Linked DNA regions of Mus musculus: regions 1 and 3 are each linked to region 2. The links are chromatin contacts, called in public Hi-C maps. All regions are on one chromosome and are shown on one strand. The core of a region is the stretch at or near the end of the contact, and the rest is flanking DNA. Distances in the headings are between cores, read along the strand shown. Region 1 has its middle 5.5 kb from the start of Gm30796. Region 2 overlaps Sulf2 (sulfatase 2). Region 3 has its middle 15 kb from the start of Gm30796.

The links. Hi-C and Micro-C count contacts between places; a contact is called where the count stands out from the background.
Region 1: a Hi-C map of bone marrow-derived macrophages shows a contact between it and region 2, with 34 read pairs. The contact joins two enhancer-like sites. A contact is called at or near these places in 1 of 15 datasets of contacts at CTCF or cohesin (the NIH/3T3 cell line), 8 of 484 Hi-C or Micro-C datasets (the HL-1 cell line, the N1E-115 cell line, bone marrow-derived macrophages and 3 more) and 7 of 115 datasets of contacts at active chromatin or transcription factors (cardiomyocytes, embryonic basal ganglia, embryonic stem cells and 1 more).
Region 3: a contact with region 2 is called in a Hi-C map of bone marrow-derived macrophages, with 29 read pairs. The contact joins two enhancer-like sites. A contact is called at or near these places in 1 of 15 datasets of contacts at CTCF or cohesin (large pre-B cells), 72 of 484 Hi-C or Micro-C datasets (B cells, the BV-2 cell line, the Ba/F3 cell line and 43 more) and 12 of 115 datasets of contacts at active chromatin or transcription factors (bone marrow-derived dendritic cells, embryonic basal ganglia, embryonic fibroblasts and 5 more).

What each region holds. Positions count from the first base shown.
Region 1 is chr2:166,397,909-166,401,017 of GRCm38.p6, reverse strand. No RefSeq gene overlaps it. Among named protein-coding and RNA genes, the nearest start is that of Gm30796, 5.5 kb to the left of the region's middle. Within about 2 kb of position 1,782, at least 110 of the 459 cell types and tissues checked have an H3K27ac peak or open chromatin away from gene starts, as enhancers often do. A contact at or near this core is called in the N1E-115 cell line and bone marrow-derived macrophages, where this site is marked.
Region 2 is chr2:166,106,962-166,110,313 of GRCm38.p6, reverse strand. All of the region lies in intron 3 of Sulf2 (sulfatase 2), which reads left to right. Among named protein-coding and RNA genes, the nearest start is that of Gm52534, 12 kb to the left of the region's middle. Within about 2 kb of position 1,788, at least 11 of the 459 cell types and tissues checked have an H3K27ac peak or open chromatin away from gene starts, as enhancers often do. A contact at or near this core is called in the N1E-115 cell line and bone marrow-derived macrophages, where this site is marked.
Region 3 is chr2:166,418,661-166,421,853 of GRCm38.p6, reverse strand. No RefSeq gene overlaps it. Among named protein-coding and RNA genes, the nearest start is that of Gm30796, 15 kb to the right of the region's middle. Within about 2 kb of position 1,348, at least 32 of the 459 cell types and tissues checked have an H3K27ac peak or open chromatin away from gene starts, as enhancers often do. A contact at or near this core is called in bone marrow-derived macrophages, where this site is marked.

The DNA of each region.
Region 1 (3,109 bases), core at 533-3,032, 290 kb before region 2:
AGAAAGGCCCTCCTCAAGTGAAGGTGGGCAAGGGTGTGGGCATAAAGACATAGGGGCCCTAGAGAGGGAGCCTGCAGGGTCCCCAAAAGCCAGTGAGGTGACAGAGACAGGCCCAATCCAACCCTGCTTTGCAGGTGTTGCTGGACTGACAGGGGGCGGGTGTGAGGAAAGGGGAGAGTTGGGGTCGGGGAGGGTGGGGGAGAGGAAACAGTAGCTTCTAGGGCTCTGCTGGGCAGCTGGGCCTATGGTACAAGTGGAGGTTGGAAAATTCGAGAAGGAGGGCTAGAGAGAGAAAGGGGGAGGACTGGGGTGGGGTTGGGGTGCTAGGCTAGGGGCGGCAGGTTTCTGGGTTCTATGTGGGTAAACTTAGAGGCTCACCTTCTGGGCTATGCCTCACTGCCGAGGAATCAAGGAAAAAAATAGGCACGTGTGATTTCTGTGTGGAGTTGCAGTCCCCAAGGTCACAGCCGACCCGCTTCCTTCAGTCAGAGGGCCACAGCAGGTTCCTCCCAGAAGCCCCTGTGGCAGAGCCATCGACAGGTGGAGAGGGAGAATTAGCCACGTGGCCTTTTCTCATCCTGTTCCCGTGCTCATTAAGGAAGTTCAGCGCCACCTTCTCGACACCTGCTTAATTGATTATGGGTTCAGAAGCCAAATTTAAACCCAGGCTTCTCATGACTAAAAACAGCAACAGCATTTGGCTTGATTTTTATAATATGCAAGAGTCAGGGTGTCTTTCCCTACATGGAGGAAGGGGGCACAATGTGAACAGGTCCTCTGATGTTTTGAGAAGAGCCAGAAGCAAAAATCTATTGATTACAAAACAAAACAGAAGAGTTGGTAGCTAACCAAGAAGAAAACAAAACAAAACAAAAAATACTAGTTTGTGCTGTCTGCCTGCCTGCCTGTCAGTGTTCTGCCTGGCTAAGCTCGTGGCACCTTCAGGACCCAAGGAGCTGGGCTCAGAAACTATGACAGACACCCAGCTTGACCCTGTTTTCAGAGTGACCAAGCTTGCGTTTACCACTCCCACGTTTGATAGAGGTGTGGGTGCAGCCCACACTTCGGCTCCCTCTGAGTGCCACAAGAAGCATCCTTGTCACCCAGGTGCTGTGAGAAAGGTCCCTTCCCCCAACCTCATGGCTGACACCCTGAGGCAGGAGGGACACGCACTAGGCACCTGCACCCATATAGGGAGATGAGTCTGCTGCTTCCCAGAGGCTGAGGCTGTGTCTGCTCAGAATTGGTGGCTGAGGCATGATGAGGGGGTGTTGTCAGGAGCTCCAGAACTTGGTATGAGTAGCTGGCCTGGGAGCTAATCGGTCACCCACACCCCAGCACTGTGGTGACAGATGTATGTCACCTTGCCTGGGTGCTGGAGGATTGGACTCAGGCCCTCATGCTTCTGAGGTGAAAACTTTACCAACTTTAACCAGGCCCAAGGCAGGCCAGTTTTAAAAGACTAGCCAAATAATTGCATAGCAGGTTCCTGGAGCTGGCCCAGGAGATCGCCCAGAGCTTCAGCGTGAGTGTGAAGTGCCTGGAAAATGTTGTCCCAGCAGGATGCATGGGCTGGGCCTGGAACTTAAATGTCATCAGTCAGGGGCTGGATGAGCCACTGAAGTCACAGAGAAAGGTGTCAGGATGACCTCAGCCTCGGCCCTTTGCTGTGGGGAGGTTTAGTCATGGAAAGAAACTAGATCTGCTTTTTCTGCACCCTCACCACCCCCAGGCTGACGCTGGGGAAAGCACATTTTGGTTGGCTGGCTAGCCAGCCTCCTCTTAAATATTTAACCCAGGCAGGGCAGTTCCTGCCTCCCACCTCCCTACCTCCCTCCCTCCCACCCTAGCTGTCCTTCAGCATCAGAGCTGGGGCCGGGAGGAGGGGCCCAGGACACATGTTTCTGAGTTAGAGATGCTGAAATCCTGGTAGTTACAGCAGTTTTAATAAATGGGGTTAATGCTCCAGGGTGAGGCTCTCCGTGTGCTGGTCACGCACAGCTGCCTGCATCAGTCCAGAGGTTTGTTTAAATGTACAGTTTAGAAGTGGATTAAGCAAGCTCTCTGAAGCCCAGTGTGCTGGGCAGGCGAGCACAGGGGACTGGTCAGAGCACAGACCCAGAGCCAGGGACAAGGATGCACAAGGCTGATTGACTCCAAGGATAGCGGGATGGAAAAGGAAGAGGCTTAAGTGAGATTTTTCAGTGAGCCCACAGCTGTTGGCTTCTTGGGGCGCTCACTGCAGCGGCTGGGGTTGCCTCCGCTTCTTCAGAGTCTGGGTCAGGCCTGGCAGATCAGGTCAGAGCTCGCTCTGTCCTTGGCCACTAAGGTGGATCCTCACTTCTCTTCCCTAGTCCTCCTTCCTCTGTCCTGCTGCATCCTGGATCCCACTTCAGCCATATTTAATGAGCCTTGGTAGCTTCAGTGCTACACCCCAGAGTGGACAAATGACAATAGGATTATTTCTTAGGTTTCTAGGTCTGAGAAGATTGAGGTCAAGGTTCTGGAAGAGCTGGCGTTCGCTGAGGGCCACTTTCCATCAAGGCATGGTCTCGTGACTTAACTACTCCCAAAGGCCGTGCTTCTCAACTGGGTTTTGTGGGGAATGGAGTGCTGACATACATCTGGACGCCTTTAGGCAAATGAATCCAGCTCAGCATTGCTTGGGACACTGGGGAGCTCATGGGCGAGCAAATGAGGTCATGGGATGCTTACCCGACTCTGTGAGACGGCTTAACCTACAACACACACTAAGCAAAAGATGCACTGCTTGACAGTGGCTCGTGCCATCTGCCCTGAGGTGGATGTGACACATTTGCACAGGTGACGTAGTAAGGACAGGCACCTGGGGACAGGGAGTGGGGCTGGCAGGAAGAGGTGCCTCCCAGAGGCAGGAGCAATGGCGGCGGCGGCGGCAGCAGCAGCAGCAACAGCAGCAGCAGCTTTGAGGAGAGCCTGAGACTTGGAAGGGAAAAGCTTGGTAACACACTGTAACAGGTACGAGCCTGACTCTCTGGTGAACCATCTAGGTTCTCGTGTCTCAAGACAAAGGACTACACTGGGCACATATGGTGAGAAACAGAAATAAAGGTGAGCCAAGAAGCAAGAT
Region 2 (3,352 bases), core at 539-3,038:
ACTCTTGCAAAGGGACTGGCTTTGGGTCTCAGCACTCACCGGGTGGCTCATAATCCCCTGTGACTCCAGTTCCAGAGAATCCAGGGCCCTCTCTGGCTCCATGTGCACCAAGCATCCATGCAGTGCACGTCTATACATATAGATCACAGATGCACATAAAATTAATCTTTTTTTAAGTCCCCAAATCTCCTTAAGCCCTTAGTCTCTAGCCTTTCAATGCTTTTAAGATTTACATAAGTGAGTCACCCAGGCCCTCGCTCTAACATTACTTGTGACTGTGAGCTGGGACGCTTCCCTGATGCTCAGTTTCCCTTCTCTACAGCAGTGTTACGATGTGGATAAGTTGCCCAGTGCCCATAATATGCATCACCCCAAGGACGGTGTGACCAGGTCCCACAAATTCATGCAGTGAAAGTCCTTGGGAGGGAGAGGAAGCGTGGGGGCTGGGAGACCGTTCTGTCTGCAGAGCCATCAATAAACGAGGAGTTTCTTCCCCGGGACCCACAGAAAAGGCCAGGCATGGCAGCTACTGCCTCTCACGAGCCCTGGAGAGACAGAGACAAGAGAGTCCTTGGGAATCACTAGCCGGCCAGCCTAGCCAGTTGGGGGGCTTCCGGTTCAGTAAGAGATGGCTTGAACACTAAGGTAGAGAGGCAAGCAAGATGCCTCAGCAGGTAAAGGTGCTTGCCGCCAAGCCTGATGAGATGGGCTGCAGAACCCACCCAGTAGAAAGAGAGAACCAACTCCTGCAAGTTGTCCTCTGGTCTCCACACATATGCTGCACCCACGCACCCCCACAAACACACACACATACACACACACAGATAAATAAATATATATTTTTAAAAAGTTACCAACTGTTGGAGAGGGGGGCTGGATGATTGAGGAAGATACTGGATATTCCTCCACACTCCCATGTACAAGTATCCTTACATACATGTACATACATGAATACATATGTATGCATGCACACGCCACACACAAATAAGGAAAAGTGGAGTAAGCATAGGTGTGTGTCCTCAGTCCCCTGAGGATGAGGTATGGGGGTGGGGAGGTCCAGGTGTCCGTCTGATCCCTGACTGTCCCTCAGCCTCGCTCAGCCACACACAGGTTCCCGAGAACTGCAGAGACCCAGAGCCACAACCCAGGAGCTTAAAGCAGGAGGTGCTTCTCCTCTGACATCCCAAATCGGCTGTCCCCAGGGGACTTCTGTTCCAGCCTCCTCAGCTCTCCATATCCCAGGCTCCCCAGGCTCTGCCTCTCTCTCCTCGTGGCTCTCAGATCCAGGCATCTGTGTCCAGATTTCCCCGTTGACAGCACTGGCCTGCAGTTCCCCCTGACCCGATCGATGTAAGCTTCTTTTAACTTCTTTTAACTTGATCACAGAAGCTAGGGCTCAGATAAGGTCACACACTGTGCAGGTACCAGGATCAGAGTGGGTATCTGGAGAGTCACGATATGGCTCATGTGTTCAACCCCCCACCTGTCACTGTCCTCCCTTCCAGAGCCACCCTCAGGCCTGACTTCAGTAGACATGGGACAGAAGAAAGGCTTCAGTGCCCAAAACCTCATGTTTTGTTTGATGTTTGAAACAAGGTCTTCTTAGGTAACCAGGCGGCCCTTGAACTTGCAATGCCCCTGCTAGTACCTCCCCAGTGCTGGGACCACAGCTCCATGCCTGCCTACTGGGTTTTAACTCTGCAAACAGGAGGCTAACTCACACCAACTCATGGGAGGGAGGGCCTCTTAGGCTTCAGACCACTTAATTGCAAGCCTTTTTCTCAAGGAAGCACAGCGCCCCCTATGGGCCAAATCCATGAACACAGTGATACAGGATGCTGGCTGTATCCTGAATGAAGCAAGGGACTTTGGTGGACGCTCTGCAGTCCACATGCCTTCTACACTACCCTCCAAGTCATTCGTGTGTGGGGGGATTATTTTATGCTTATTGTTCTGAGTATTGAATCTGAGTCTATTTTCTATATAAATAAGGAAGGGGTTTTTTTTGTTGTTGTTGTGGGTGGTGGTTGGTTGGTTTTAGGTTTTTGGCAGTTATAAATGTGCTCAGTTTCCTAGCATTAGATCTGACAGGAAAGCTGTTATAATTGAATGTGAAACTTTTCCAAGAGATTCCTTATTTCTGAAAATTCTGTCCCTGATGGCAGGGGCAACCAGTATTTGAATTGCAAATACCAAGCGCCCACCAGCCTGCGCTGGGAACCAGCAGCCTCCCAGGGAATCTGTCTCCTTGCTGGCACCTGACTGCCACCTCATGTCTCCTTGACGGATGTGCCAGAGACGTTTCCGGTTGAAGCCTCCCTTTGTTATAAATCTCCCAGCTTTTATTTTTCTTGAAGATTGCTGTTCTAATGTTCTTTCAACTTTGGGAGATGACTGGCATAGGAAATTATTTTTCGACTGTGAATTCCTTTTGGGAGGAAATACGGCAAACTCATTATTATAGGAAAGGGCCATTGGTGAGATACCTCTGAGAGCAGCTCCGAGGGGTCTGATATGTCACGCTCCCTGAGGTAATGGGAATTTCCTATAGTTGATGGATCCTCCAGTCCTGCTGTAAAGGCTGCTGTGGATTGTCTGCCCCTCTGCCCCACCCTTCTGCACGTCTGCAGTTGAGAGGGCAGAGGGCTGGGAAGATGGCTTAGTGGGGAAGCCAACAAGGACCAGGCCCGATCCCCAGCATCCTGGTAAAAGGCGGGGTACGAATGCCCATCTGTAACCCAGTCTCCAAAGAAGATGAAATCCCTGGAACAAGCTGGTAGAACTGGTGAAGTCGGGGTTCATGTGGGAGACCCTACCTCAGCATATAAGGTGGAGAATAATCCAAAAAGATATCTGACATTAGCCTATGCTAATGCTCACACACACACACACACACACACACACACACACACACCAAAGGGATGCACACACACACACAGCCCACACCACACACACTCACCACACACACACACACACACACACACACAGGAATGCACACACATACACATATACTCCATACCACACACACACACACCACCACACACAGACACTACACTACACACACACACTACCCCACGCCTGCACAATACACCACATACACACATAATACCACACACAAACACCACAGGCATACATACACACATTAAAAGGAAAGGGCCAACAGTATAGCTCAGTCGGGAGAGCACTCGCCCAGCACACAGGAAGCCATGGGTTTAATCCACATCACTTCATAAAGGTGTGGGGGTGCACACCTATAATCCAAGCATTGGAAAGCTGAGGCAGGTTTGAGAGTTCAAGGCCAGTTTGTCCTGATAGTGAATCAACAGGCCATAGAGCCTCTCCCTGATGCTAG
Region 3 (3,193 bases), core at 99-2,598, 310 kb before region 2:
TTTTTTTAAAAAAATGTACTTACTGCTGGGGAATGAACCTAGGACAAGCATTCTACGAATGCGCCTGGGATGGCAAATCTTCCACCACCCAGAATGCATTATCTAGGATGGTCAGGCAGGATGCGTGGCTGCAGGGTTTAGTGACCTCCCCTTTGCAGGGGATAGCCTCGGTTAAGGTCACCCTCATCTTTAGAAAGGCCAGTGCCACCATGTACCTGACTCCACATCCCAGCTAGACGATCCTGAGAAAGTCACCGAACAGAATGCTAATTTCAGATTGTAGAGACGTAAATGGTATTTAAAGTACAAAGAGCTTAGACTGGCACACAGTCAACCCTAAACGGTGACTCTTCGAGCATGTGTCTTAGTTAGGGCTTCACTGATGTGAAAAGACACCATGACCAAGGCAACTCTTATAAAGGCAAACATTTCATTGGGGCTGGCTCTCACTGTCAGATGTTCAGTCTATTATCATCATGGCAGGCAGCATAGCAGCGTGCAGGTGCTCATGGTGCTGAAGGAGTGGAGAGTTCTACATCTTTATCTGAAAGCAACCAGGAGGAGGTGCTCTTTTGTAGGTAGCCAGGAGGAGGTTCTCTTCTATACTGGGTGGAGCCTGAGCATAGGTGGCCTCGAGGCCCACCTATGAAGTGACACACTTGCTCCAACAGGCCATACCTCTTCCAATAAGGCCACACCTCCTAATGGGCAAACATTCAAACCACCAAGCATGTCTGTTATGTGCGTGCATGAAGTGTATGCACATGTATGCACACACATCTGTGCACATTGTGTGGAGGCCCAAGGACATCAGGAGCTCACTCTATCCTCAATCACTCCCGATCCCCTTCTTTGAGGTCCGATGGATGCTTAGTTTTAATTGCCCACTTTATACAAACTAGAGTCAACTGGGAGATGTCTCCGTGAAGGATTGTCTAGGTTATGATGGCTTGTGGCGTGTGTGTGTGTGTGTGTGTGTGAGATTGTCTTGATTTCATTAGTCCACTCAATACCTTCTTGTCAGGTGTCAACGTCATTAAGGTTCATTTGGGCTTAGAGGTTGAAGGGCTACAGCCCAGCATGTGGGAAAGGACAAGCAGATGCAGGAGGATGAGGAGCCTGGCTGGTCCTGCTGCCTGTGGGGTCAGCAAACAGATGACACTCCCCCCCCCCCCCAATGATGTGCTTTCTCACAAGCGTTGTCTCGGAATCTTCTTAGTGCTCCTTAGACACTTCAGTGCTGGGAGCTGCCTCCGGGAGCCAGGCATTGACTGGTTTCCACAGTTTCCAGGGGTGAGCGTGTGACTCAGACTTGTTCCTCTCAGGCCCCACGAGGCTGGGGATATGACCGGCTCAGGATGAGGAAGCTGCTCTTTGCAAAGGGACCTGGGGTGGTTGCCGTGGTTCCAGAGCACAGGCCCCGTGGTGAAGCCAATCTAAGCAGCTGTTCTGGGACAGACAAGAGGCCATAGCATCTGAACAAGGAAGCTTTGGTCTTCAAAACTGGGTGTGCCCAGTTCTTTTGATTTGGTGTCTTTGAAGTTGGATGTCTAAACTTATGAACAACTGTGACCTGGGCCTGATGTCCATGGTCCCTGCAGGCCCATAATTCCCCTGGGATGACACTTGTCTGCCAGGACCTCCCCAGCCTCTGATGTCTGTTTTCCTTTAGTTCATTTGTCCTGCAGTATTAAAGCTCACACGATGCTCTGTGCCCATCCAGCCCACCCAGGAGTCCCCATGATGGTGGCTCATTGCTTGGTTGGTTTGATTATTTAAAAAAAAACAAAAACAAAATCAGATTCCCTAATTGAACCCCTTAAGTGTGTTTCCTTTGAATGCATTTTGGCCACAGTTATTAAATCACAACTGTATCACCCCTTAAATTATCTTGAAAACAAATCAATAATTTATTTAACCAGAGTCAAGAAAAGAAGCAGAGAAAGGAAAAGAAAAAAAAAATCCCCCAAAGAAATCTCTCTAATGAGTTTTACTTGGAAGGAAGCCGTGGACGAACACTGGGAAGGAATTTCGCTCTAAAGCAGGGCACACAACTAGCTGGGAGAATGAAAGTGACCTACTTCAATATTGTTCATTATTGCTCTCTCTGACAACTAACTCACCTTTGTTAAATGTCAGCTGTTTTCTGAGCACGCGACAGGGCCAAACAATCTCATGACATTCCCGATAGTGAGTGACAGCACTTGGACCCCACGTGGGAATTTGTTTTATTCTGTGAACTGAACATCTGAGATCATTACAAAACCCAGTAGCTCATTCGTGTCTCCAACCTGGACCCCCGGGGGGCAAAATCGGATCTAATTCAAATATCACTCTTTAAGTGCCCTGTGCTTTAATTGAGTTTCTAGGGGTCATAGCTCATTGGTACTGAGTAGGACAGTTCCCCATGGAGTGACAGACGTGGCCTTACATTCTCTAGGACCCGAGGCTCCCGTCAGTGAATCTGCTGGCAATCAGAGCATGTCTAATTTTGAGCAGGAGGAAAATTCCCCAAGAAGGATGGAAATGTCTCCTGGGGGCGGCAAGAGCTGGACAGACACTGAAGCAGAGAGGAGATTGGGGGGGGGTGTTGCTGTGCTCCACCCCACCCTTTCCACACACTGACCTGTGAGTCACTGAATTCTACTTAGAAGCCATCAGGATCTGCGATGAGGGGTCTCTGGGGCAAGTTGATTCACTAGACTAGATGAATCGGGGTGCTCTGGGTTCAGTGAGAGACTCCACTTCAGGAAATAATGTGGAGAGTGAATGAGGAAGACATCTGGCCTCTAAAGGCATGTGTGCTACACATGTTAACATGCAAACACATGTGTACTACATGTGTAAACACACAGACACACAAGGGTACTATACACGTGAACATGCAAACACACACGTGTGCTAATGTGTAAATGCACAAACATATGTGTTCTACACACAAGAATGTACAAACACACACATGTACTACACAGGTGAACAGACAAACACATGAGTGTACTACACATGTGAACATACACACACATTCAAAGCACAAAAAGGGACCAGAAAACACAATAACAAGACAATTTTAGGGCGTGTCACGTTCCATGAAAGAAACAAGATCAAGCTCAGAGTGGGTGGAGAGAGAGGGCCTGAGTTAGAAGAAAGAGGACAGACAGAACCAGGTGTATAGCTGTGCTCAGTTTAGCCTGAT